3 separate regions of the Mus musculus genome follow, and regions 1 and 2 are each linked to region 3. Evidence: chromatin contacts called from public HiChIP or PLAC-seq and promoter capture Hi-C data. All regions are on one chromosome and are shown on one strand. The core of a region is the stretch at or near the end of the contact, and the rest is flanking DNA. Distances in the headings are between cores, read along the strand shown.

Region 1 (3,002 bases), core at 359-2,858, 1.4 Mb before region 3:
GCATCTGAAGACACAGCTACAGTGTACTTAGATATAATAATAAATAAATCTTTAAAAAGAAAAAGTGCCATAAGATATGGCTGCAGGCAAGCCTGCATTTTCTTAGTTAGCGATTGATGGGGGAGAGCCCAGTCTGTTGTGGGTGGTCCTGGGCTCTATAAAAAAGCAGGCTGAATAAGCCATGAGGAGCAAGCCAGTAAGCAGCACCCCTCCATGGCCTTTCATCAGCTTTTGCCTCCAGGTTCCTGCCATGCTAGAGTTCCTACAGTGGGAATGTAAGCCAAATAAACCCTTTCTTCCCCAGCTTGCTTTTGGTCATGGTGTTTCACTGTGGCAATAGAAACCCTAAGTAAGACTGCTAACGCCAGGCAGTGGTGTCTCATGCCTTTAATCCCAGCACTTAAGGAGGCAGAGGCAGGCAGATTTCTGAGTTCGAGGCCAGCCTGATCTACAGAGTAAGTTCCAGGACAGCCAGGGCTATACAGTGTCCCGACCCGAGGGACAGTCGAACAGGCACTTGAGAGGCACCTGGAAGAGAATGGGGGGACAAAGAGATACAAAGAACAAGACAAGCTGACAAATTTTTATTTTTCCCACACAGGTTATATACTCATAGGAGCAGGAAGGGGGTGAAGTGGGGTCGCTTTGTCTCTGAGTAGTGCACCTATTCCCAGGAACAGGATGTTGACTGGGTAAACAGTTCAGCAAGAAGATCAGAACAGAATGGGTTAATAGGCACCTATCCACAAGATTTATAGCTCTTTGTTTTCCACTGACTTCAGGATCTATGTCTATTTGTACTCAGCTGGGCTAGTACTTTCCCACAGAGGCCAAGACTTTGTGCCGGCAAGCACTTATGGCTGACAAGGCAGTTAACATTCAAACAGGGTCGCTCCCAACAATACAGAGAAACTCTATCTTGATAAAACAAAACAAAACAAAACAAAACGACTGCCACATACAGTATTTCAGGACAACCTGGGTTCCAGAGGAAGATCCTGTCTCTCTGGGTGTATCTGGTGTCCAAGATTCTCAAAGAATCAGAGCCACAGCCTTAAGAAGACCTTTTCCCAGCCCTTATCCTTCCCAGCCGTGATCTATGTTAACAGTATTCTTTTCTACATCCTGTAGGGTTGTCTCTCATCCTCACACTGTCTCCTGCCTAATCCTATCCCTGGCAAATTTTCCTAGAATCACTGCAGTCTCCAGCCTTGGCTTCCATTGCCAGTGCTGGGATTTCCCTCAGTTTACTGGGGTAGGGGTGGGGGTGGCAAGTTACTTACAGCTCTCTCATCTACTAACTAGGAAATATAATTTCTATCTTCTACAATCATTGCGGTGATTACATGAAATATACCTGGAGCTAGTGTTAAGTATTCAGTAGGCCCTAATTTAAACTCAGTGGCTTCTACTGCCCTCCCTTCCCTAACTCCTGGGGGCCGCAAATCTTCAGGGTTCCTGGACTGGAGCAGATTAGTTTTGAATGTCACTTAATCCTGGTCATTCTTCCGCAATCTGAGCCATGAAAGGACAGGGCTGGTAGAGAGCTGCAACCTGAATCTTGATAGGGCCAGGACTGATATAAATCCATCTAAGTGACCAGATTCATAGGTCATGCAGGATGGAGTTGCAGGCTGGAGCCAGGCTGTTACTGCTGCTGGGGGTGATGTGCTATGGACATGCACAGATTCAAGTTCACGTAGAACCACGCTATGCATCGATCGTTGACGTGACCAACGGTGGTACCTGGGGTGATTGGGCCTGGCCTGAGATGTGTCCTGATGGATACTTTGCCAGTGGGTTCTCTGTCAAGGTGAAGGTTCAGACCTGGGTCTTAGAAAGGGCAAAGATGTGCCAGATTGCAGAGCTGAACGTGAGAAGGAGAATCCTCTCAGTGGACCTCACTTCTGCTTCCCTCCTGACCTAGGTGGAGCCCCCTCAAGGCATTCCTGGAGATGACACAGCTCTGAATGGGATCCGGCTACACTGCACTCGAGGGAACTCACAGAAAAACACCCACGTCGTGGAGTCCCAGTCCGGAAGGTGAGATTAGGGACCAAAGACCCAACGGGGTAGAAAGCATTTATCTAGTGTTTGTAAAGCTCTGGGTTCACTCCTGAATGGGAAGGACACTCTCCTAGGACAAAGGTATACATACCCCTTCCCTTCTGTTAGTGCCCTTCCCTGAGATAAACTCCACTAAGGTTATAGAGGTGTGGGGTGGAAGTCCACCCGTGTACTCAGGGAAACACAGGAGATTAGATCTAGCCCATCCTTTATTGGCAGTGCTGGGTTTGGAAGTCCCCAGGGTGGGTAGGACGTGCTTGAAGAACCATTACAACTCTCCTTCTCTTGCAGCTGGGGTTCATGGAGTGAGCCTCTGTGGTGTCCTGGCACTAGCTTCTTAGTGGCTTTCTGCCTCCGGGTGGAGCCATTTACATTCCCAGGGGACAACACTGGAGTGAACAACGTGCGCTTCCGTTGCTCAGACGGCGTGGAGCTGGAGGGGCCTGGGCTGAACTGGGGAGACTACGGAGAGTGGAGCAACTCATGTCCCAAAGGTGTCTGTGGCTTGCAGACCAAAATCCAGAAGCCAAGAGGCCTCCGAGATGACACTGCACTTAATGACATCAGAATATTCTGCTGTGCCAGCTGATGCGGTCGCTCTGCCAGTACTGTCTTTTACCATTAAAGCTTCTTGGCCTTGGCGTTGCTGTCCCCTTGATTAAGAGACAATAAGCTGCCTGCCTCCTTGCCTCTGCTTTCTTGACCCAGCATGGCTCAAGGCCGGATTCAGGGGTTGTAGGTCACATAGTTTAGAACAAAGAACTTGAACACATGAATTTTCGGGCCTTGACTCTCTGAGGACATCTGCAGATAATATGTCCCCTTTAAGAGCCCAACTTGTCTCCCTTCCGTACCATCAGTGACTTCAGATTAAGGAGTGGGGGTGGAAGTTTTGTCCACTCCTGACCCCTGTACTCAGAGAGACTGGATGAGTA
Region 2 (2,769 bases), core at 200-2,699, 1.1 Mb before region 3:
CCAAGACCCGACGGCGGGAGAAGTACCGAGAGAGGGTACCCAGGGCTGGGGCAAACACCAGGGCCCAGCCAGAGCCTGCAAATGGATAGGACAGGATGAGGGTACAGGCATGGCTTTGCAAACATTCTTTAGCCCCTCTTCTCCTCTGCACGCTCACGCGGACACACACACACACACCGCCTTGTACAGTCCCCTATCCTATAAGAAGTTCCTGTCCCCATTATCACCCCTTAAACATACAGCCACCCCACTCTTCTTACCAGCGAGGAGGCCCAGGCCGAGGTAGAGGTGCAGGAGGCTTCGGGCGAAAGCCGAGAAGACCAAGCCAAGCGAGGTTAGGACTCCCCCAACCATCACCACGGGGCGTGCCCCCCAGCGAGTGCTCAGGGCGCTGCCCACTGGGCCTAGAAGGGGGCGGAGTCAACGAAGACATGCCCCGGGACCCCCAAACTATCCGAAACATTTCTCATTGGCTGTTTTGCCTGGCCTGGTAACTCCTCCCATTGACCTCAAGACCCACTCTTCTAGAATTTGGTTCCACCAGTAACTCTCAGGTTGTCTGGTAATCAAGTCTGCTGTCTCCCATCACTACATCCACGGCCTCTCCACCCGGTGCCCGCCTCCCACCTCGGGGGGCCCCCCTCACTGGCTGCCTGCTGCACGGCCAAGGCCAGGGCGCTGACCCACGCAGTGTCCTGGGCGCTTCGTTCAAAGTGCTCCGCGAGGTCGGGGAGGGCAAGGCCCAGGGAGCGTAAGAGCCCGTAGGAGAGCCCGTTCACGGCGAATGCTGCGGCCGCCACCACCCAGCCCCAGCCCCCGTCCGGGGGTCCGGCCGGCTTGGGGGTCATCGCCGTCTGCTGGGGTGGGGAAACACCTGTGAATGAAGTCTCCACGCCTGGGCCTCCGCTAGGGAGCTGACGTCCCTGAGATCCAGCCTCGGGCTGCTCGCCCAGGGAGGGCACGTCGCCCGGAGCATGGGCGCGGGAACCAGGCCTAGGGATAGAAGTCCTAGGTGCGCGTGAGGTCCTGGGATGGAGGGGCAGCAGGATCCCCCAGGCCAGGGGCTCATCCTTCCCAAACCCTCTTTCTCTTACCCGACCTCTCCCGGCGTTGGGGGTAGGGAAAGGGCGAAGGTGGGTTCGGCCGGATTTTCTCCGCGCTTTCCGCAGAAAGGGTTCTGCGGAGCAGCTAGCCAGCACAGAGATGGAGCCCAACTTGGACCGCTCTCTCCAGTAAACAGAGATCACCACAGGGGCCCAAGCCACCTGGGACACGGGGTGGGGGTGGGGGTGAATACCGAGGGCGGGGGAAAGAGAGACAGCCAATCCACCCAGGCCTGGCTAAGGCCTGACGCCGAGTCCCACGAGGATTGAATTATCCACACACGAGCCCCAGCCCTGGTTGGGGAACCGCGAGGAGTGAGCGTACCTGGTGGCCGCGCCCCGCCTCTCCCCGCGCCTCTCACGCCGCGGGGCTCACACCCACGCACCTGCTGCGCACGCAAGAAGAGCCCGGTTGCACTCTTCGCCCGGCCAACTGCCCACGCATGAAAATAGCAGTGGTCTCCAAAACCTAAATGAGTTCTTGGATTCTCGGATTTGTTGTTGAGGATCCTGTAAAGCTCCAACATCAAATCACTCAAATCACTGGCCTCCAATGGACAACACCAGCATGCCCTCACTAGAAAGGAAGGCGAGTTCTCGGTACCAAGACCTGTGATGTTCCAGGCAGTCTTTACATACTTGGCCATTTCATCCTTACAATATCCCTATGAAGATGGCACTATCCCCATTTTACAAATGTAATAGCTGACCCCTAACCCACCCCAAAGCGTTCAGCTAAAAAAAAAAAAAAAATTGAACTTAGGTTTATACTATCGTGGGAGGATACAGGGAGAACAGACCTAGGAGTGACACAGAGATTGGGGACAGTTGAGGGAAAGAGCTTGGAGAGACAGATTGATGTGAACTGTAGTGGAAAGGACAGAATTCATGCAGAGCCACAGTGTGAGGGTGGCTGGGAATAGCTGAAAGGCTTGGGCAAGATTTTTTTTTTTTTAAGGAAGAATTCAGAGAAATAAACCCAGGTGTTTTTCTTGAAGATTTTAACGAGCAACCTTCTTTAGCAGTCACTATTGCTTTACTTCCGCCATTTGATTCATTTGGTTTAATCATTAAACAATGCCATTGAAATTTCAGCGATTTGCAGGTTGGAGCTTATATCAACCCGTAGCCACGGGATGGCGGTGTTTCCTAATTGATGAGAAAGTATCAGCCTAGAAAGGGAAGAAACGTAGCTGAGAAGTCGTGAAACTGGAAGACTAAAGAGAGTAGACAGACTTTCAGAAGCACATCACTGTGTTTGGGGAAGGCCTCACAACCATTAAAGGAGAGCCAGGCTACCTTCCCATCCCACACTCCCACCCCAGGGAATCAGCGTCCTCCCTCCTCAGTAAGTCTACCCTTTTCTCAGTTCTGGGTTTTCACATAAATGGTTTTTCTGCTGAAATGTCCTAGAACAGAAGACCATGAAGGTGTGAGGCCCTGCCACAGACACCTTAGGAAAGTGGCCTCACTGCATTCACCAGCCAGGAGCTGTCTGTGAAAGCCACCGGAGTGGTGGCGCCTGCAGGTACTCAGCCACCAAGGAGGCAGGGAACAGCTGGCTGGTTTCTTGAGAAGGCCAGTAAGAAGTCTGCTCTCTGTAAGTGGAACCCGGCCAGCCCAAAGGAATGGCTCTCTCCGTGATGAAATAGAAATACAGCCAGAG
Region 3 (2,758 bases), core at 144-2,643:
AACCCCAAGTGGGAAACTGACGCAGGCTGGAAGCTCAGTTTACCGAGCCAGACTGGAAACTTACAGACCAGCAAGGTGGAGAAGAGCAAGTTCTGAGAGCGAGAGGGGGTCTGGGATGGGATTTCAAGGAGCAGGCTTGGGTCCAGAGTCACCACTCCAGCTTATGTCCCCACCCCAGTAGAAAGCTCTGGGACACAGGTACAGAATGCTTAGGGGCCTGGGGCCAGCGGTGGAACTGACCTGGTCCCTGGTCCTCTCCAGGAGCAGCAGCCTCAGCTCTTCTAGGCTGCGGTTGATGCGGTCCCGGCGCCGCTTCTCCACCAACGGCTTCAGCATCTGTGACCAGCGGGAAAGGAAGAGCGGGCCGACCGGACCGAGACTCAGCGCCGCCGCGCAAGCGTCCGATCCTGCCGCTGGGAAAACCCCCCATGCGCCCCTTTCCCCTAATCCCAGGCTGCTTGGGTCTGGTCCATTCGTTTCCCTCTCACTCCCTGCTACTTCCCAGTCCCTTGGGTCGCTTTCCGTGGCTCGCCCACTTCTCCCTGCCCTTTCTGTGTTCAGCTTTCTCCTCTCTTCTCCCCTCTATGGCACTCTTCTTTTCTCTTTATATCTCTATCTTGTGTCGTCTCCCTCTCAGTGTATCACTGAAGAACTTTAGGGCCACTCTTTGCCCCCAGGCTAGTGAGCCGCGCGATAGAGACCTAAGGTGAAAGGCAGACACACAGTGCGACCACACCTCCTCTTCTCACTCAAACCCTTCACTCGTTCTCCTAATATCTCTCACCTGGCCTCGCACCTCCGGAACCAACGACTCAAAGGTCTTCTCTTTGAGTCAGATGTGGGTTCCCAGGCGCTTACAGACAGCGTCCATAGCCTTTCCTCTATTTTTGTTTCCACCCTCCTCCACCAGCTATGGCCTCTAGCTTATCTCATGTTATAGTATAGCTTCGTGGGGTTTTGTTTGTTTGTTTTATTTTGGTTTGGTTTTTGTTTGTTTGTTTGTTTGTTTTTTCGGTAGGGGTGCACTCTGTGGCCTCGAACTTGCGATAATCCACCTGCCCCAGCTTCCCGAGCCCTAGAATAGGCCACGATGCCCAAATTCTGGCACTTTCCTAGCCACAAGCCTTAGCCCACAATAATGCAAACCCCTAGACCTCCGCTTCCGCAGCCCGCGCAAGTTGGGCTCTGACCCTGCCCTCTTTATACTTTACAGGTTCTTTCGGTCTTTTCACTCTTGTGTCTCCATCCTCATTCCTAGCCCACAGAGTTAGAACCTTTAAGTCCTCTGGCCTGAACAGGGACCCTATTTCCCTCCCTTCCCACCTCTCACCTTGGGGCCGTCCCTATTCTCAGCTCGCTCCCGGGTGACCATTGCTCCTCCGGACCCTTCGGTGGACTCAGCGCGTGCTGCCTAGATCCTTATATCCCGCCGCTGCAGGGTAGGAGGGCTAGGGCCCGGCCCCGCCCCCTTCAGCCCCTAGATGCCCAGCTCAAGGACCCCGGCACGAGGCTCCCGGAAAGGCAGGGAGTGAAGGGGGAGGGGAAGGGGAGGAACTAGCCCCAAATGTGGGAAGTGAGGGGAGGAAGGGGCCACAGGCTGGTTTAAGGACCATAAAGCTGTATAATAAGGCGGGACCCAACTGGAGGGAGGAGATTATTAGGGGAAGAGAGTCTAAGTGAACTGGGAAGAAATCACTTAGGCATGAAATTTGGGGGTCTCCTAGACTAGTAGATTTCTTGGAGGTTCACTATAGCCCCACCAACCCTGAAATAAATGTTGGCATGCTTCTGCCTCCAGGCTGAATATTATAATCTTCTCCCAACCCCTAAAGGTGCAGAGCAGATCTACCGGATTCTACTGGCTGGCTGTGGGAAAAGACGGCGCCGTTGTATCTGTCTCTTCTACTCAATTCCCACAATAACTCCAGTACTTATCCCTGCAGACGTAGTAATAAGGAGAATCTGCCGCCAAACTGACTCTATAGATACTGTGACTTGAGTCCCCGGGAACAGATTTTCCTAAGGATGGCTGGACTAAGGGAGGACAAAGGAAACTTCTAGGGGGAAAAAAATCCTTGAAGTATACGTGAGTGAAGAAATCTTTCCATTCACTACCCTTGATCTTAGTTAGCCAAGAGGCCGAGAAGCGATACCTTTCCGTTTACAAGAACTTGGTTTAAAACTAAATTCAGGAGTACAGCTGGCAGGAAAACATAGAGTGCACCAGTTGGTGGGCGCTCTGGAGGCCTCTAGGGACTGTAGGGGAGCAGGGAGACGTGAGATTTGCTAAAGGGACAAGAAAGGTTTGGTTGCAAAATGGGATCTTCACCCACCTCAAACAAAGAGCATGACCTCTCAGAAGGATGGATATGTCAACACCTGGAGACTTCAGGGCGAAGTGCCTGAGAAGGTAAAATCGAAATTTAACACGACAAGAAGGCCTGGGGAAAGGACATAATAAAGACAGGGCTACAAACCGAGCCAGAAGATAGCTGTGGAGTCAGAGACAAAGTGGAACCCCTTCCCAGAGGCCCTCCACATCCTGAGAGGGTTTTCTGGCAAGAGGCTGCCTTGCCAAAGGCAGAGCAGGAGGGGCCCGGTACTTGAGAAAGGAGGCACCCATTTGGGGTTAGGGCCCTCAGTACATCCCACCTTCCCCTACTTCAGCCAAATGGAAGCACAGATGTGTGGTCCCAGCAGGCCCCACCGCCCCCCTCCTTGGGAACCAGGATTGGGGTTGAGTTTTTCTCACCTGCAC

The links. Promoter capture Hi-C pulls out the DNA fragments that hold promoters and counts their contacts. HiChIP or PLAC-seq counts read pairs in DNA pulled down with a chosen protein or histone mark.
Region 1: a contact with region 3 is called in a promoter capture Hi-C map of liver, with 5 times the contacts expected there. The contact joins the promoter of Vmo1 here to the promoter of Hes7 in region 3. A contact is called at or near these places in 2 of 39 promoter capture datasets (both in liver) and 1 of 9 other capture datasets (liver).
Region 2: an HNF4G HiChIP or PLAC-seq map of pancreatic cancer cells shows a contact between it and region 3. The contact joins the promoter of Slc16a11 here to the promoter of Hes7 in region 3. A contact is called at or near these places in 5 of 39 promoter capture datasets (fetal liver, hematopoietic stem and progenitor cells, liver and 1 more), 3 of 115 datasets of contacts at active chromatin or transcription factors (cardiomyocytes, large pre-B cells and pancreatic cancer cells) and 2 of 9 other capture datasets (adipose tissue and liver).

What each region holds. Positions count from the first base shown.
Region 1 is chr11:70,513,222-70,516,223 of GRCm38.p6, reverse strand. It overlaps Vmo1 (vitelline membrane outer layer 1 homolog (chicken)), which reads left to right and starts at 1,608. Exons shown (of 3, transcript NM_001013607.1): 1 at 1,608-1,813; 2 at 1,928-2,043; 3 at 2,359-2,708. The coding sequence starts at 1,622. The coding sequence ends at 2,656.
Region 2 is chr11:70,212,590-70,215,358 of GRCm38.p6, reverse strand. It overlaps Slc16a11 (solute carrier family 16 (monocarboxylic acid transporters), member 11), which reads right to left and starts at 1,449. Exons shown (of 5, transcript NM_153081.3): 1 at 1,095-1,449; 2 at 647-857; 3 at 261-404; 4 at 1-75. The coding sequence starts at 848.
Region 3 is chr11:69,119,088-69,121,845 of GRCm38.p6, reverse strand. Hes7 (hes family bHLH transcription factor 7) reads right to left here and starts at 1,393. Exons shown (of 4, transcript NM_033041.4): 1 at 1,331-1,393; 2 at 241-336. The coding sequence starts at 1,372. It also overlaps 9130213A22Rik.